Linked DNA regions of Zea mays: region 2 is linked to region 1. A link is a contact called in public Hi-C data. All regions are on one chromosome and are shown on one strand. The core of a region is the stretch at or near the end of the contact, and the rest is flanking DNA. Distances in the headings are between cores, read along the strand shown.

The links. Hi-C and Micro-C count contacts between places; a contact is called where the count stands out from the background.
Region 2: a contact with region 1 is called in a Hi-C map of ear, with 2.9 times the contacts expected there. The contact joins the promoter of LOC103647086 here to the promoter of LOC107303347 in region 1. A contact is called at or near these places in 8 of 25 Hi-C or Micro-C datasets (bundle sheath, ear, endosperm and 3 more).

Annotation. Positions count from the first base shown.
Region 1 is chr2:148,762,793-148,766,662 of Zm-B73-REFERENCE-NAM-5.0, reverse strand. It overlaps LOC107303347, which reads left to right and starts at 2,315. Exons shown (of 5, transcript NM_001367267.1): 1 at 2,315-2,933; 2 at 3,391-3,458; 3 at 3,600-3,731. The coding sequence starts at 2,543.
Region 2 is chr2:148,915,222-148,919,002 of Zm-B73-REFERENCE-NAM-5.0, reverse strand. It overlaps LOC103647086 (DDT domain-containing protein PTM), which reads right to left and starts at 1,430. Exons shown (of 9, transcript XM_008671643.3): 1 at 1-1,430. The coding sequence starts at 1,145.

The sequences.
Region 1 (3,870 bases), core at 1,066-3,565:
AGTTAAGGCTGGCCCTTTCTATTTTTGGCCAATCCAAATGATTCCCCTCTCTAAACATTAAATATTTTCAGCTTTAATTTAATCAACTTAGAGTTATAAAAATAAGTTTACTATATGTATTGATTTTATTGTTGGCTATTGATGATATCGCAAGATTATAGAGCTTCAATTAGTTCTTCTATTAGCCTTGCTCTTATCATAAGGCTATCTGCACTCGCGGACTGCAAACTGGATGCATCGCCATTTACAGTAAAATATCCCTGCAGCGGTGGACTGTATGACCAACTGCACCGGGCCCAAGGCGAGCTCGAACCTCAGATATAGCGTCTTGCAGTGGATACCCTATTCCTCCACGTGGACAACCACCTCTTCCTCGCGTGGGAGAGGAGAGCGGCGCGCCGGCCCAGGGTAGGAGAGTGGGAAAAATAATATAAAACGTGGGAGTTGGTATAGAGTTGAGATGTAGAGTAAACATGAGCGCAGGGAATTGTTGTATAGAGTAGAGAATATTGCTGATTAGGACGGAATATTCTTTTTAGAGTGGATTTTTAGAGTTGAATGAGTGCGGATAGCCTAAGAGCCTTATGGTTGAACTTGGAGTCATGTTGTTAGCAGAAGCATTGCTTTTGTTTTCTGATCGAGGACACTCGTATTAAAACCCATTCCCATAAAACCATTGCCTTGTCTGTTTCGTGCAAACCCATTGTTTTTACGATAACGAGGATTTCAGAGCTTTTACAGTTCCATCACACATCATTAATATGACTGTCTTTTTTTAGTTTCCTTTTGAATAGTCTCCAGCACTCCAGCTACTGATTTCCCAAAAGGACCAGTTGGACAGGCTGTAGTGTCCAAGCAAAACAGTCACAGGTGCTCAGGTTCTGCAAACATGGGTAAGCGTGCTTGTTTATACAAGTAAAATTTTCTGCACTGTTTTTCTCTCCTAGAGTTTTTTTTTTAATATTGAGAAATAATGGAAGTAACGAGAATCTGGCCTTTTGCGTGTGTTCGAAGGTTCAAAAAAAAAGGAGGAACATTGGCTAGGCTGCATAGAAAGATGGGGAGTGAAATGCTTTATTAGGTCCACTAGTGGTACTAATATGACAATTAGTATTTTTTTATCACACCTTAACTTCCTGAAAATAAGCAAACAAACGTTCTTCTAAACCTTAATAACCTAGAGAACCTAGGGATTCCAAAGTACAAAAGACATTTAAGAGACGGTATAATATAACTTTGAACTTTTAAATCATAAATACTGTCGCAAGACTCTTCGTTCTTTTTTTTATTTAACCTCCTTCAGACCATTCAAGAGACGAGATATTAAATAAGGTTGTGCATGGTCTGACATTATATGTTGACTTCTGTATTTTAATAGCAGTTGTTAAATAATACTTGTTTCGAAAAACGATCAATAACCGTCCTTATATAACATTATATCGTTATTTAAAAGATGTTATTTCAAATATGTGATGATCGGATGTTGTGCAGTGTGTGTGGTCGTGTGGACAACTGGGCAGACACTCCATAGCAGCAAGGCAGCAGCCGTGGTAAAAATTTCAGATGATGAACTGTATGGTACAATCCCCGATGTGACTGCTTTTATCCTACCAGCTGGATCTTTCCTTAAATAATACTACTATCAACATGCAAGAAAAGAACTCGAAGGAAAAGCATGAGAGTAGTATTCAAGTTTTTAGAACCTGTTTGGTTTTATAGGACTAATGTTTAGTCTCTAACTTTTAGTCTTTTTAGTTTCTAATTTTTCAAACACAAAACTAATAGATGGACTAAACGGGACTAAAGGGCAAAAATTTCACTCCCTTACACGCGCGAGCTTGTTCGGTCGTTCCCAGCTGCCTACTGTAGTAAACATATTTGGCCCAGGCTGCTGGCAAATATGTTTAGTTCTTGTTTAGTCTATAGAACCAAATAGTGCAGTGACTAGATTAGTCTCTAAACTAAAGTTTAGTTTTAGAACCTATGAATTTCTAATAAAGATCGGAATATATTTTTTTACTAAAAAATCACCACTCTTTTGTCCAATTCACAGACATTGCTCTTCTTTAGAGCGTATTATTGTATATATCAAACAAAATTTATCGGAAAAACTGTTTGTCCCATTCGCTTCTTTACCGTTCAAATAAAAAAGGGGAAGTTTTGTTGGGCTGCAGTGCAGGACACTTTTGCAGTCCAACTATGAGATGGTTGGTCAAAGGAGAGAGAGAGAGAGAGAGAGAGGGAGGGGATCGCAGAGGAGAGCGGCAGGAAAAACCCGCCATTCCTGTGCCAAAATCTCTCATTTTTATTTTATCAGTTTCTGTCGTTTGCACATATTCAAAATCCTAGCCCCGATGACCTGGGTATAACCGGACACAGACCCAAACTAGAACCAGGTGTCTGTTCAGTTCGTGTCCGCCGTCCTCTGTTCAAGTGCAAGCGAGCGAAGAAACGAAGCACCAGGAGGCGGGAACAAGAAGGAATTTGCGCAGCAAGCAAAGGTCCCGAGTTGCAAACTTGCAACCCAAGAAGAGCGTTGGACATGCAGATGGAGGGGAGGGAGGGTATCGCGGTGGTGGCCGCAGGCGGCGGCCATGGATCCGGGCAGCACGGCATGTTCGGAGCGGCAGACATCGCCATGGCAGAGGCGCATGAGGCAGCGGCCAAGGGGTACCAGTACCAGTCCTCCCCCTCGTCGCCGTCGACGTCCCTCACGCCGTCGCCGCCGCCGGCTGCGGCTGGCCACGCCGGGGACGCCACCGCGGCGCCACTTGCCTGGAGCCTGGGCGGCGGGATGCCGAGCGAGCCCGCGGGGGACAGCGGCGTGCGGGCGGCCGGGCAGAGCCAGAGCGAGCACGCCAACAACATGAGCTCCGAGCGCCGCCGCGGCCGCCCGCGCGGCTCCGGCAGGCGCCAGATCCTGGCCACTCTCGGTCAGCATTCTCCCCGGCCGAAATTTCCCTTTTTATACGTTTTTTTCGCTCTAGGATTTCTTGCTGCGTTTGCCCCCCCCCCCCCCCCCCCCCCCCCCCCCCCCCCCCCCTTGTCGATTTCTGTTGCATTGCTTGGATGGGGTCCAGTAAGCGTGATTTGATGTGCATTTCTTTCACGCTGGAGACAGTCAAATATCCGTCAGTCACCTGCTACGGCACTTCTTCTGTTCACTGTCGCATTCATCGCCGATTCAAATGTTTATCCTCTTGCTCCCCACCAATCTTGTGGTTTGGAGATTTTTTCCCCCCGTCGTCAGATTACCTAATTGACCTAACCCTTTGGGCATGGTTTAGCTAAATTTCTTATATACTGGCCACGATCTTCTAGTAGTTAAATGACATAAAAAGTGTTCATTTCTCTGTCTCTGTCTGATCGGTGTTCTTTCAAACGCAACAGGGGAATGGTACGCGCTGTCAGCCGGCGGGAGCTTCACGCCTCACGTCATCATCGTGGGTACTGGGGAGGTAAGACATGCACTCCATCTCCATCTCATTGCAGCGTCTCGTGTATTATGTCTGCAGCTAGAGGAGCTGGTGTGCAGTGTGCTTGTTTGTCTCTTCAGGGTGTCACTGAGCTCACTTGTCCAATCCGTTGGCTTTGGCTAGGATGTGGCGGCGCGCGTCATGTCGTTTTCGCAGAAAGGTCCACGCTCGGTCTGCATCCTCTCCGCCAACGGGACAATCTCTAACGTGACGCTGAGGCAGCCGGGCTCATCTGGTAGCACCTTCACCTACGAGGTACAGACTGTCAAATTGTCGATGGTTTCTTTTTTCCAAACAAAGGGAACCTTTAATTTTGATCTGTGTGGCATAGGTAGGAATGATCTCAAACCACCCATTCAGCGGAGATTCATCAGTTCTGTTCACGTTCTTTGAC
Region 2 (3,781 bases), core at 181-2,680, 150 kb before region 1:
ACAGCCTGTACAGGAGGACACGGCTCAGATGGTTCTTCTTTAGTGAAATCGGATGAATTACTCGAAGATTCGATATCCTCGGACATATCCGAGCCAGACCCACTATACCGCAGTGCATCAGTGTTGGCAGGCATCTCGCATCCGTCAACCCTCTGTCTAGTACTTGCTGGCTCTTTCACCTCCGAGACACTCCCCGACAAAACCAGCAGGCCCAGCTTCCTCTTCCTGCAGTTCACACTCATGCCTAACGTGCCATTCTTGTCGGGCATGAGGAACTCGTGGAGCTCAGGAAGCTCCAAATCCTCATTATGTCCATCCTCAAACACCACGCTGTAGATGCCAGCTGTGCTATCATAGGATGCAACCTTCCCAATAAGGATCCCCGCTTGCATTGGCGCGTTGCGGCCAATGTAACGGCCGACCAAGCACTCTCCCACTTCCTCGGCTCGCGCCTGAAGGCCCCCAGCAGATGTGGCAGCAGACCCTTGATGCACCACTCTTCCATCAGCTTCCTCCATCTTAAACTCGCTGCCCGCCACAGCCACTCCCGCGCGCTCTTGTTCCCTGACATGGCCGTCGTCCACCTCCATCATCACTTCAGACCCCACAGGATCCAAATCTCGCACTGCCACAGGAACGATCCCCACATCCACCTCGCTGGCCGTACAAGACGGAGAGTGCTGATTCTGCTTGCTTGCGTCGCCACCCTCGCTCACGTCCATCTTCTTCACCTCAAACACCGCGGGATCCACATCCTGCGCTGCCCCCGCAATGCCTTGGCCCTGCTCCACCTCACTCACCGCGTGCACAGCAGACCGCCCTTTGCCCGCGCCGCCGTCCGCATCCGCCTCGGGCGCGGCGGGGCGATCTCCGCCCGCAGCAGCAGCGGCGCCGCCGCAGCCTTCGTTAACCTCCTCCGCCGTGGGCTCGCTCGCCGAGGCCTCCGCGTCACCCCCACGCCCCGCCGCAGCGGCGCCTCCACCCGGATCGGCCTCACCGGCCGCGCCTGCCGCTGCAAGCGCTTCCGCCCCACCTGCGATGTCCGTCTTCACGCCATCAGCGGCGGCCTCCTCGGGGGAGGCGCCGGGCCCCTGCGGCGTCCGATCGGGGCCGTCCCGGGGCCCCGGGCCCGCGGCGGTGTCCATGGCCTCGGACGCGACAACCCTAGCTCGACACGCGCGCGCCCTACTGAGGCATCCTCGTTCGCGAGTCGCGGGCCAACGGGACGGGTATCGGATGCGGCGCGCTGGCGTGGGCGGGAACGAATCTGGGATGGGAGCCGCCGATCTCGCGGCGGCGGCGGGCGATTGGAGCGGGATGGGCTCGCAAACCCTACCGGCAAGTGGCGGCGGCGAGGAGTTGGGGGAAGAGGTCGAGATGATGATGGGTGGATGGGTGGGAGGGAGGAGAAGCACAAGCACTGGGCTGGGGCACCAGCGCAGCGGGGTGCACGAAGGCAAGGGCACGGGCACCGAGTGCGCCGCACCCGACTCGTCGCACCCAGCCTGACTGACTCGCGTCGCCCTTCCCGGGTGCGGGTGCGGGTGCGGGTGCACCAGTGCGGACTGACCCGTACAGTGGGACGTGGCCGCGTGGTGGGCTGGCTCTGGCTGGCTGGTTCGGGAGAGTTCAGTTCGCTTCCGCTCTCGTCCGCGGATGCGGGCTGGCGGGCGCGGGTGTGGACGGACCTGACCTGGTTCGTTTTGAGCGAGCGTGCAGGTGCAGCTCGGCGACCTCGTCGTGTCCGCGCCGCGTCCACTCCAGCATGTACGGCGACCGCTCGGTGGTCGACGGCCGCAACCGGGAGGCGGGCGGTGGTGGAGGGAAGGGAGCGTGCTGCGAGTTTTTTTTTCAAATTCAAATCCGGTGGAGGGGTCGCCTGCTCAGGTGGTAGTAGGGCAGGCAGGGCAACGGCAACGGTTTGCTTGCTCGCGCCAAGTCGTACTCGTACGTCTTCCCCGGCAGCACTTGCTCCCGGTGTTTTCCCCAGTGACCACCCCTACTGAGCTAGCCACAAATCCCGCGGTGTGGATGGTGGCCTTCGTTTCTCTTTGCTGTACAGCATACGAACTCTACCATGGAAAAGAAGCGAAGGAGATGGAGAAAAACCCTAACACGTGGCATCCTACTAAACTTTTAGTCTGCGTATGTATGTGATGACCAATATTTAGAGAAATAAAAATTAGTCTTTCTATTTCTATGTCTATGTGTTCTACTTTCGTTCATCTGCTATGTCGATAATTAATGAGAGATGGAAAAAAGAAAGGTTCTAGTCACTGGCAGTGTGCTTCACGACACGTTGTCAGCATGATAAACTCTACGTCAATATCGCCGTTGAAGACACCGTTGCGTTGCAGTGACCACCAATATTCCGAGAAATATAAAAACGGTCCTTCTATTTCTGTTCCTTTGTATGTGTGTTATAGTGTTATATACTCTCATCTGCTATATGTTGATCGTGAGAAATGAAAAACAACGAAAGGTTCTAGTCACTAGCAGCATGTTTCACAATATTATCAGCGTGATAAAGACCGTGTTTGGTTCCGCCGTATAGTGGGCGTTGCCTGCATGGCTGAGCATGTCTCGTATCAAGTGACTCTGGTTTTAAGTGGTTTTACTGGACACATGCAACTTCTTATGTTTGACTAGGTATATACCCGTGCGTTGCAACGGGGGACACTTGTGCATACATATTGATGCTATCAAGAATCAACTCAACAATCATAACAAATATCGAAAACGGTCATTTCGAACGACCAAAATTTGGCTCAATGTAACTATTAATCGAAATAGGCAAATCCTAAGTTGAATACATGATATGGCTCAATGTAACTTCCATAGAACAATTTTGCATTGTATGGTAAAAAATTATAAAAAGGAGATCCTAAGCCTATCGAAAGGAGATGGTGAGTTGTGACTATTAAAATTATTTTAGCTCATAAATATGACCCTCTTATCTTTTATGTTGTGGAGAAATATGTAACTACTATGAATCTACGTGTGAGGTTCTCAACTACATAGTGAGTTGTTAACTACTATGAATCTACCTGTGAATCTACCTATGAGGTTCTCAAACTAATATGTAACAAATATGGCTCACAAATAAGGAGATCCTAAGCCTATCGAAAGGAGATGGTGAGTTGTTAACTACTATGAATCTACTTGTGAGGTTCTCAACTACATAGTTTTATAGACAGGAGACATGCTCAGTTGACCGAACCATCGTTCTAACGTCGATGCCGGAGGAATTCACCAGAGCTTAGGTGACAAAAGAGACAAAGTACAATCCAAGTCAAGCACGCGAGTCAACTCGTCAGAGACCATTTTGCTGCTAGTGAGACCATCTTGAGGAGCGATTGGCACACTGAGGCTACTGGCACCTCTAGTACGACACTGCTAGTAAAACTTATTTCACGCTCCTATAGGAATGGGAAGAGACAACATTCTTTCGCATAAGCAGATATAGAGCCAACATTCTTTCGCATAAAGTTTTGAACCGATGTCTATGAACTATTCTAAAAATTGACTTGCTAATTTGCATATGAATATATATATTTCATTAAGATGTGAAAACAATTTACAAGTATGCGTGATATGTTGATTTACTAAACAAATTGACCAATCGATATTTTTCGGTACAAAACGACTAAAAATAAGTTATCATAGTTATAATTGATATTAAACGCAAAGAAAATCATATAAATCATCGAGGTAGCAAACTCACGTAAAAAAGTGTCATGGTTGGCCTGAACATGGCCCGGTTTTAATTTTTCCTCTATTT